Regions from separate parts of the Sus scrofa genome. Here all the other regions are linked to region 2. The links are chromatin contacts, called in public Hi-C maps. All regions are on one chromosome and are shown on one strand. The core of a region is the stretch at or near the end of the contact, and the rest is flanking DNA. Distances in the headings are between cores, read along the strand shown.

Region 1 (3,455 bases), core at 47-2,546, 68 kb after region 2:
TAGTGACTCCTAAGGAGTTCTCTTCATGGCTCAGTGGTTAATGAATCCAACTAAGAAACATGAGATTGCGGGTTCAATGCCTGGCCTCGCTCAGTGGGTTAAAGATCTGGCATTGAGCTGTGGTGTAGGTTGCAGATACGGCTGGGATCCCGCGTTGCTGTGGCTGTGGCGTAGGCCGGTGGCTACAGCTCCGATTCAACCCCTACCCTGGGAACCTCCAGATGCTGTAAGAGTGGCCCTAGAAAAGGCAAAAAACAAAAACAAACAAACAAACAAACAAAAAACCAAAAAACAAAAAAAAAAACCCAAAAGAAAACCCCCAAAATCATGGATCTAATCAGAGGCAGAGACTTGACTGAACTCAGGACTGAAAATAAAATCTATACTCCCAAGAGATATAGTTACTTTGACTTACTGGGATTCTAAGGAACTAAGATCCTGCATGGGGACTTCTCTGTAGCATACACTATATCTGTCCTATCACTTTCTACAGTTGGGCGAGCCAAGGCTCAGAAGTTTTAAATGGCTTGCTCAAATTGAATCAGCTGTGATTTGGCCCAACCAGATCACACAAGTTGTCTGATTCTAGTTCTTTTTACTATAGACATATTTGGTTGATTATTTCACATGTTTAAGCTTCCTCTCCCTTACTAGAATGTCAAGTTCAGATGAACAGGCCTTGAGAATTTCTCACTGTGCTTAGCACAAATGCTCAGATTAACTCATGATTTGCCATCATCTATCAGATAATCCCTTCTAATATGCACCCAAATTTCTCTGACAATCCCAGAGTTTGTATCATTTTCCCTGGGAGAAGAGACTCTTGTAACACCTTGTAAGCACAAGATGATCCAACGTAAAATCCACCCTCAGCTATACTCTCCAGTGGGGCAATAATCAGATGACCACACATTCCCAGTTGTGATGTAAGATTTAAAGTTAAGATTTAGTATGACATGTTGTAAATCAGAAGGGCTTCGAATGGCCTAATGTCAAGTTTCTCTCCCCCCTGTTTTTGTGAATGAGGTTTCCTAGCTAAACAACCCTCTGTATCAAAGGATCAGGCACAGATCCTGCCCACTTCCAGAGAGCAAGTTTTAGCTCCTTGCCAGGCTCTAGGTTTATCCAGACAAGACAATCACAGCTTCTCACAGGAACCAGAAGTGTTCCACCTTCTTGATACTAAAAAGTCTGACTCCCTAAGGCCTTAGTTGTTTACTGGGTTACTGAGTACAACCTAATGCTGTCTTACAGTGTCCTTGAGTGACATGTGGTGTCTTCCTCTCACAGGTGTGATCATGTCCCCACTAAACTGCTATCTACATGATTAAGAACAACCAAAAAAGGACAGCAATTCCTGATTCTGTAACAGAGCTCAGTTTTCTTTTCTTACATATCCCATCTACTACTGTAGGAAGAAGTACATCAAGCTAGAGGGTAGGCGAGTTTCTGCTGTGGCACAGCAGAAACAAATGTGACTAGGAACCATGAAGTCTGAGGGTTTAATCCCTGGCCTCACTCAGTGGGTTAAGGATCCGGTGTTGCCATAAGCTATGGTGTAGGTCGCAGAGGCAGCTCAGATCCCAAGTTCCCGTGGCTATGGCTGGCAGCAGTAGCTCTGATTCAACCTCTAGCCTGGCAACCTCCATATGCCAAGGGTGAGGCTCTAAAAAAAAAAAAAAAAAAAAAAAAAAAAAAAAAAAAATCCCAACATGTTAGGAACAAGGAGCCACTGCTCAAACGTCTATGCTGAGTTTCTCATACTGCTGCATATCAACATCATACAATATGACAGGCTAAACAGAACAAGTGGGGAGCCACAGGAAAAAACAAATGCTGGAATTAAGCTATGCAAATGTAGTTCAAAAGTACTGTCTCTATGAGTTCCTGCTATGGCACCCTGGGATTGGCAGTTTCTCTGAAACACCAGGAAACAGATTTGATCCCAGCCCGGCACAGTGGATTAAAGGAGCCTGCACTGCTGCAGTTGCATATAGGTTGCAACTGCAGCTCAGATGTGATCCCTGGCTCAGGACCTCTGTATGTCATGGGTGGCAAAAAAAAAAAAAAAAAAAAAAAAGAGTACAGTCTACTATGCATACTCATGAGCTAAGTAAGAAAGAAGTATCATTTAGGGATTCAATCCCTGGCAAAATTTAGGGGGCTACTGACTGATCTAAACCCCAAGCCATGATTAAAGAAACATGCAGTTTCAGGGTATAACATCACGAACACTCTCTGTTCACTGTCAAAGATTTTATCTAATCACCTCCATTCCTGATTCTAAGCCAGTGCCTTCCACAAAGAATCAGTTCAATGGAAGCCCTGAGCACACACACACAAAAGTGTTTTACTCTACGAAGTACTCAAATGTGAAGTGACTCAGGCCTCTCCATGTTCAATGAAGCTGAGGATGCCTGGAACATTAAGGCTTCCCACACAACTTGACAGAGGAAGGCTGAATCCTCAAGTGTGAGCCGGAACATTTCTGAGACTGTGTCACTTCCAGTTGCTGCCTCCTCATATACTCCAAACATCCTCCAGAGCCTGGCTAAGATGTTGCAGACAGGGATCCTCTAAGTTACCCATAAGCTTTTTTTTTTTTTTCTTCCATAAATAGGGAGATGTACTGACTTTATTCCTGAGGGTAGGTTTTTTTGTACTCACTGATCCTTCCTAGTAGACAGATGGCAAACGACCATTATCAGGAGCTGTGGAAGTAAAAGGAGCATCTATTAAGAGACTAGCCAGTTGGAATCCATGCCAAATCCTTTACTCTAAGGCCTCAAAGTAGAAAGGAGTTAAAACAGGGAAGGGAGTTCCTGCGACTTGGGTCGCTGCTGTGGTGCAGGTTCAATCCCTGGCCCTGAACTGCCATGGGCAAGGCCAAGACAAAATTAAAACAAACAAATAAACAAACAAAACAGGGAAGAAGAAATCAGCCATCCTTCCTCACTAGGTATGGATAGATGACCACACCAGTGGTATGGAGGACCACATGATTGTTATTACTGAGCCCAAATTTCACCTGCATAGTTGAAAAGACTAAAGAAAGCCAAAAGCCATCACAGAGCTGGGAGAATGAGGCCATAAGGTGCCAGAAATCTAAGTAGGTAGCTGGAAGGAGGATATTCATTTCTTCCTGCTCCAACTTAGGTTCAAATCTCCCACCTAAATTCTTATCCCCAGAAAAGACACATGGACACCAGACACCTTAAGAACTAGGTTTGTATTTCTGGTTATGTTCCAGAGTGGCAGAACTCTGGAATTGTACTATATAAATCTGGACCCCAGCTCAGCTTGCCTCTCTCCCTCCCACAAAGATAACATCATACAAAACTATATTTACAGGTAAACCAATTAAAAATTAAGGATGTGTACAAAAGTAGACAAGATAGCCAGAAATACTAATGCAAGAAAGCTTTGGGAAAATGGGTACTGTAGTCCACACTGGA
Region 2 (3,169 bases), core at 426-2,925:
CCTGACGACTTTATTTCATGCTTCTGGCCTCCAGAGCTGTGACAGAATACATCTCTGCTGTTTTGTTTTGGTTATGGCCACACCCGCAGCATGCAGAAATTCCTAGGCCAGGGATTGAACCTGGGCCACAGCAGCGACAACACCAAACCCTTTACCACTAGGCCACCAGGGAACTCCCACTTCTGCTGTTTTAAGCCAAGTTTGTGGCAATGTGTCATGGCAGCCGAGCCTTCTTCAGCACCCCGGCCCCTGTCTGAGCCCTCGATCCACATCCCTCCCTCCCCCTCACTCTAGCCAGTCCTTGCCAATCCTTGACAAATCCTTGACAAATCATGAGCTTTGTTATCTCTGCCAGACCTCTTCATTCTCACTTCCACCTCTGGAAGGGACTCTCATTACCAGAGGCCCAAAAGGTTGCAAGAGCAACTCCCAAAAGCATCACCAGATCAAGCTCCAGAGAGCAGAGCAACACCCACCACAACCCCCAACTGCAGATCACAGATCTGCCCGAGCTCCCTGTTGTCTCATGAATTGGCAACTCCTCACCCGCGCTGTCAAAGCCTCAGCCACCTGAGCCCAAACAGCTCGCCAGCCTGGCCTCTCACTGATCCATTCCTGAGCCTTTGCTCACGCTATTCCCCTTCCCTGGAAGGAACACTGGCCTCACCTCCTCGCGTCAACACGTGTGAACCCACCCACCTCTGAGATCATTTCAAGTGGCACCCCACCCTGCTGTTTCTCCTGCTCCCCTGCTCCTCATGACTCAGAAGCTTCCAGAACACTGGGTCTGGGTCCTTCTACCCACTGTGAACATTCTGACCCTTCGCAGTACCCTCCCCAAGGGCCAGAGTAGAAGCCAGCTCCTCTATGAATCCCTCACAAGATCAGACCTGGGAGCTCATCCATCCAGCACACAGTTCCTAGCGCCTAACTCCATGCCAGGTGTTAGAGAGAGACGCACGAGATAGCCCAGGTCCTTGTCGCCATGGCAGTGCCTCTCCAGTGGGCAGGTGGGTGGCACCAGAAAAAAATATGTTGAATTTGAGTCAATTAAATGGAATCTTGGAGTCTGAAGGGAGCTTGGTCTGGCCTCCCACCAGCAGGATTGAGAGGCTTTTAGATGTTTTTTTCTTGTCCTCATTTCAACTAATTCTCCTTTTCCCAACAACACTGTTCTCTTTTCGCCTTTTGATTTAGCTCTTTATGGAGGCAGAGGCAGAGGGAACAAGCTGCACTTCTCCCATGTGTGTTGGGACGCAGACAATTTCACAAGCCCCCACCCCTGGCTGGCCACCCCCAGGGAGGCCAGAAATCCTTTCTCTGCCACCTCCATCCCACCATACTCCCCAGAACCAAGAAGTTTGAGCAGATGAGATTCCTGCTTCCTACCCCAGGACCTGCCCTGTCCCTGTGACCCACTGACTGTGCCCACCCAGTCTAAGATGCACAGCTACCATGCCCATCTGAGCTGCAGTCAGGTGGAGACAGGGCAGACAGCGTGGGAGTCCCCAAGGCTGCCTGCCATTAAGCTGGGAGGCATCACAACTTCTCACCAGGAAGAATGCCCTGGTTACCATGGTTACGGCAGAGCCCAGCTCTGGGCCAAGGCCTCCCCGGGCAGCCCCCACAGATCTCCCCAGTACTCACAGCACAGCCAAGCGAGTCCCCGGGGCATGGTGGTGCACTGGATCTCCCAGAGAGCAGAGGTGCTGTGCCCAGGGGCGTATCTATCCACAGAGGCCCAAGTGGGGCCTACATGGCCTCAGGTCAGCAAAGGTGGTCCAAAGTTGAGGAAGGACTGGCCACAGAGGGTGGCCTGGCAGAGGGTAGCAGGTGCTCCTGGGCAGGGCTCACCCTTATCTGCCTGGCAGTATGGAGGGCAGCTGGGGCGTGGTGGCTGGGAGTCCCATGGCAGCCAAGACCTGGCCTGAGACAGCTGCCTCAGGGTCTTCCTTCCAAGCAGGAGGAGAGAGTCCCAAGCAGGCCCCTCGGAATCTGAGGCTGGGTTGTGCTTTCTCTGATTTCTCCGTCTGCAGCTGCTCAGTGTGAAATCTGGCTCTGGAAAGAGAAAGGAGGAGAGAAACCGATTATGTAAGAGTGGTGCTGCCACTCAGCCATCAGCCACAGGCGTGCAGAGCCTACTGTGTAGGCTGCACCCACCACCCAGCTGGGACCACCTGGTGGCTGGCTACCTGGGGACCTGAGTAACATAATATCCAAAGGGCAGTCCTGGCCCAGGAGTGAGTTCCGGTGACACCAGCTGACAGCCTGGGGGCAGAACAACAGCAAAGCCAAGGAATGAATGGGCTGTGTGGGCTAAATCCAGGGAGTTTCCTGAAGGAGGTGAAGTCACAGATAAAGTACATGAAAGGCGTGGGCTGCAGGGAAGTTAAAAAAACAGATGGTTGACCCCTCCATGCACTTTCAGGCTTTTCTCATCCTCGGATTACTCCAAATCTGTTTCTCCAAATACTAGGTACCCAGTTACATTTGAATTTCAGATAAATACAAATTTTTTAGTATGATTATGTCATGAATACTTTTTTTAAGTATGTCCCAAATATTGCATGGGACATACCTATACTCACAAAAATTTTGGCTTATCTGCAATTCCTGATTAACTGGGAGTCCTGTATCTTTATTTGCTAAATTTGGCAACCCTATGATAATAATACAGTGGCTCTTCCCAAGAGCTCATTATGTGGTAGGCCCTCGGCTAAGGTCTTTATAGTCATTGAATCTTCACAACAACCTTATGGGAGCATAAAGTTTCATTTTATCAATGAGGAACTCAAGGCCCAGAAGGATTAAGATGCTTGTCTGAAGTCACACAACTTGTAAAAATTGCGACAGGAATTCAACCTCAGCCTGCTGACACCCAGATGTGAATTTCCAGCTGGGCACAGGGCTCAGGGCTCTGATGTGGTCATTTCATTTATACCTCACTGGACGCTGCGAGGTAGGGGCTGTTGTCCGCATTCTGCACGTGAGGAAACGGAGGCTCCGTGAGACTGAGTTGGCAGGCGACAGAACCAGCTTTGAAATTTAGCCTCTCAGTTCTGTTCCCTTCTCTAGACCTTTCCTTTTGTCCCTTCTGGGGAAATGGCCACGTGGTGATGGCATTAGGAGACAGGAGGTATGATTTGAGAGTCTTCCCCACCGTGGCGTC
Region 3 (3,142 bases), core at 604-3,103, 120 kb after region 2:
TGGGAACCTCCATATGCTGCTTGGGTGCAGCCCTAAAAAGCAAAACAAACAAACAAAAAACTGGTAACTTAAGTGTAGTTTTCATTTGCATCTCCTATACAGCTCTATATTTAAGGAGTGACTAAAATTTAGAATTTAAACTTATGTATCATCAAAAACTAAAAACCGAAATGCGACCCCAGAATGAAGCCTCCACAAAAGAATATACAAAGAAAAGGATTCTTCTTAGGACTCAAGACTGCAAACTGAGGTATCTTCACCATAAAAGTACCTATACATTTACCACTGGAAAATAAACTGAACTATTTTCCCTCAATTATTCAGAGACAAAAGCAAAGAATCTCGAGAAGTTCAAAGCTTACAATTGTATCTGTAATTAGCATGCAAATTTGGTTTTGTTAAATGAGAAAAGTTGAATGGAGTCTCAGACATAATTTATTCTCTTGCATCTCACTCCAGTTATAAAATTTCAAACATAATTTCAAACTTGCAGTTATCAAGAACAAAATTTACAACGAAACCCCTACCTTGTTGTGAATGTGATCTATATTGTAGGGTTGACTGTATGAAAGATACAGAATCTTTCAGAAAACAAACATAGGAAACCAAAGACCACTTCGGAAGCTTGGAAAACCTTCTCCTAGGCTACTTTTCGCCCTTTATAACTTACTGAAAAACTCAGCCTACTTTCTAGTTCCTTTACAACTAACAGCATCTAGTACAAACTTTGGAATTTATTTTCCCAAAACCTAGCTGGACCCAGGTTCCCCAACTATTCTTTTATCTTGGGTAACAAGGGAAATTGCATTTCAGAGGAAGATCAACCAAGCACTACATACCGGAAACTAGTAACGACCAAAACTTGGTAAATTTTGATTTCCCCCAATTCTACCTGCTGTCTATGAATATTAGGAAATGAGCCTGTGATTGCTCCTCCACCCCTTCTCCATGTACGAGAAGAACATCACCGCATTTAAACTCTGCAAAGTCTTCAAGATAGATATAATTATCCCCATTTTTGCAAGCGATAAACTGAGGATCAAAGAAGGAAATGAGTTGCCCAAGCACCAAAGCACAAATACAAAGGGTCTAGATTTCAAAGACTGTTTCCGTCCTTGACACTTTTAACACCCTTGATCTTTCACCTCCCCGTCGGTGTGCCGTTTACTTTCTCCAGTGGAAAACGTCTCTCCCGCCCCTTCTTACATCTCCCCCAAAGCCTAAAAGCTACGCAGTCTCTAGAAAGCTTATTTTGAGCTAGGCTTAGTTCCCACAGTGCGAACGGTCGCGAAACACAAGTTCGTGAAGCTGCCCTCCTGCGTTCCCCTCCATCACCTCCTAGACGCTTGCCCATAGTCCTCGGGCCTAAACTCTCTCAGAAACCCTTACAAAAGGCTCGGCCCACCCTTCTACATGGCCGCTCTCCACCTCTTCAGGCCTAGGGAGGTCAGAAAGCTGCTTCTTTACCCTGAAGCCAGGAGGATGGCGCAGATATCCAACAGATCCTCAGTCCCCTCAAGGCCTAATCCGCCGCTAAGCCCAAGCCGCCGGCATCCGCCATTAGCTCCTAAAACAGGGACCTTCCGATTGGCGCGCGACGGAAAAAAGGTCCTCAACCGGCGCCTGAAGAATGTACATATAAATCTCTTTAATGCTTCAGTCTTGCTTCCACGCCGCACGAAAAATTACTTAAACATATTTTTATGACTGTCACTTTTCCCAGGAAAATAGGGAATTAATAGACCTTTTTAAGTAGGCTTTTAAAAACATATATACAAATTCACTAGGCACTCCCGTGGGCAGCCCCAAGGACGTGGCGCGCCTACGAGGAGGGGGCCTCCCAGGGCCGGAAGCGCGGAATGGGAATCAAGATGGCGGACCTCGATTCTCCTCAGAAGCTGTCAGGGGTGCCTCCGCCGCCTGAAGGCGTGGGAGGAGGCCGCTGCTCGGAAATCTCCACAGAGCTCATTCGCTCTCTGACTGAGCTTCAGGAGCTGGAGGCTGTGTACGAACGGCTCTGCGGCGAGGAGGTGGGGGGCTGAGCTTCTCTTTCCAGGAGGATACAGGGGCAGTGGGCCTAGGAGCCGTCATTCTTGGGAAATCAGGGCTGTGGGAAGTTCTTTTCTTTACGAGGAAACAAAAAAAGCATCTACTCGAGAAGCAGGAGTGTGGTTGAATGTAATTGGGGCGATCCGACATCTCCGTCTGATGCCCCCAAGCATATTTTCGTGTTGTCTGGGCGATCTGCCCCGCCCCCTGTTGATTTCCCTGGCCCTTAATCATTAGATTTCTCCGCGGTCCTAAAGTTAGACTTAAGGGCATCTCCTCACACGCTTGCTTTTCATAATAAGAATAAAGGCTTTGTTGTAAGGGCTTATAAATTTTAAAGTGATGAAACGCTTTCACCTTACCTCATTTCAGCAAGAAATCATTGTAAATAAACAAAGCGTTTTAAGACTTTCTACTGTGGGAAATGATTTGGGGGTGTAATTTTAGCGTTTCAGTTCAATGCAGGGCTTTGTAGAATCTTGAGATGTTAAAACTCAGAAACAACTGTCTAATCGTGAATAAGTTATTTCAGTTCTTGTAGCTACCCCTGCATAGCGTCAAACCAGGGGCACTGGCTATATTATGTCCAGCAGCCTTCCTCACTTTTCCATGAAACTTAATGCTGTCAGTACTTTTTTTTTTTTTTTTTTTACTTTTTCGGGCTGAACCCGCGGCATATGGAAGTTCCCAGGCTAGGGGTGGAATCGGAGCTGTAGCTGCTGCCTATGCCACACCACAGCAATGCTAGATCCAAGCGGTGTCTGTGACCTACACCACAGGTCACTGGCACTGCTGGATCCTTAACCCACTGTTTGAGTTCGGGGATCAAACCCGCATCCTCATGGATGCTAGTCAGGTTTGTTAACTGCTGAGCCACAACAGGATCTCCCGTCAGTACTTTTTTTTTTTTTTTTGCTACACCCACTCTATGTAGAAGTTCCCAGGCCAAGGGTCAAATCCCCTCACAGCAGCAACCCAAACCACTGCAGTGACAACACCAGATCCTTAACCCACTGAGGGAGGCCAGGGATGGAACCTGCATCCTCATGGATCCTAGTCAGATTCATTTCCACTGAGCCACGGCGGGAACTCT

What was found. A called contact is a pair of places that touch in the nucleus more often than the background predicts.
Region 1: a contact with region 2 is called in a Hi-C map of skeletal muscle, with 3 times the contacts expected there. The contact joins the enhancer-like site here to the promoter of IL34 in region 2. A contact is called at or near these places in 12 of 47 Hi-C or Micro-C datasets (brain, embryonic fibroblasts, mesenteric adipose tissue and 5 more).
Region 3: a Hi-C map of skeletal muscle shows a contact between it and region 2, with 5 times the contacts expected there. The contact joins the promoter of COG4 here to the promoter of IL34 in region 2. A contact is called at or near these places in 1 of 5 promoter capture datasets (fetal skeletal muscle), 6 of 47 Hi-C or Micro-C datasets (embryonic fibroblasts, heart right ventricle, mesenteric adipose tissue and 3 more) and 1 of 2 datasets of contacts at active chromatin or transcription factors (skeletal muscle).

The regions. Positions count from the first base shown.
Region 1 is chr6:13,578,437-13,581,891 of Sscrofa11.1, reverse strand. It overlaps SF3B3 (splicing factor 3B subunit 3), which reads right to left. Exons shown (of 26, transcript XM_021093803.1): 26 at 3,211-3,455. Among named protein-coding and RNA genes, the nearest start is that of SF3B3, 56 kb to the right of the region's middle. Within about 2 kb of position 1,296, at least 2 of the 83 cell types and tissues checked have an H3K27ac peak or open chromatin away from gene starts, as enhancers often do. A contact at or near this core is called in skeletal muscle, where this site is marked.
Region 2 is chr6:13,646,744-13,649,912 of Sscrofa11.1, reverse strand. It overlaps IL34 (interleukin 34), which reads right to left and starts at 1,675. Exons shown (of 6, transcript NM_001285975.1): 1 at 1,648-1,675. The coding sequence starts at 1,675.
Region 3 is chr6:13,523,153-13,526,294 of Sscrofa11.1, reverse strand. COG4 (component of oligomeric golgi complex 4) reads left to right here and starts at 1,853. Exons shown (of 19, transcript NM_001244337.1): 1 at 1,853-2,030. The coding sequence starts at 1,860. It overlaps SF3B3 (splicing factor 3B subunit 3), which reads right to left and starts at 1,776. Exons shown (of 26, transcript XM_021093803.1): 1 at 1,468-1,776.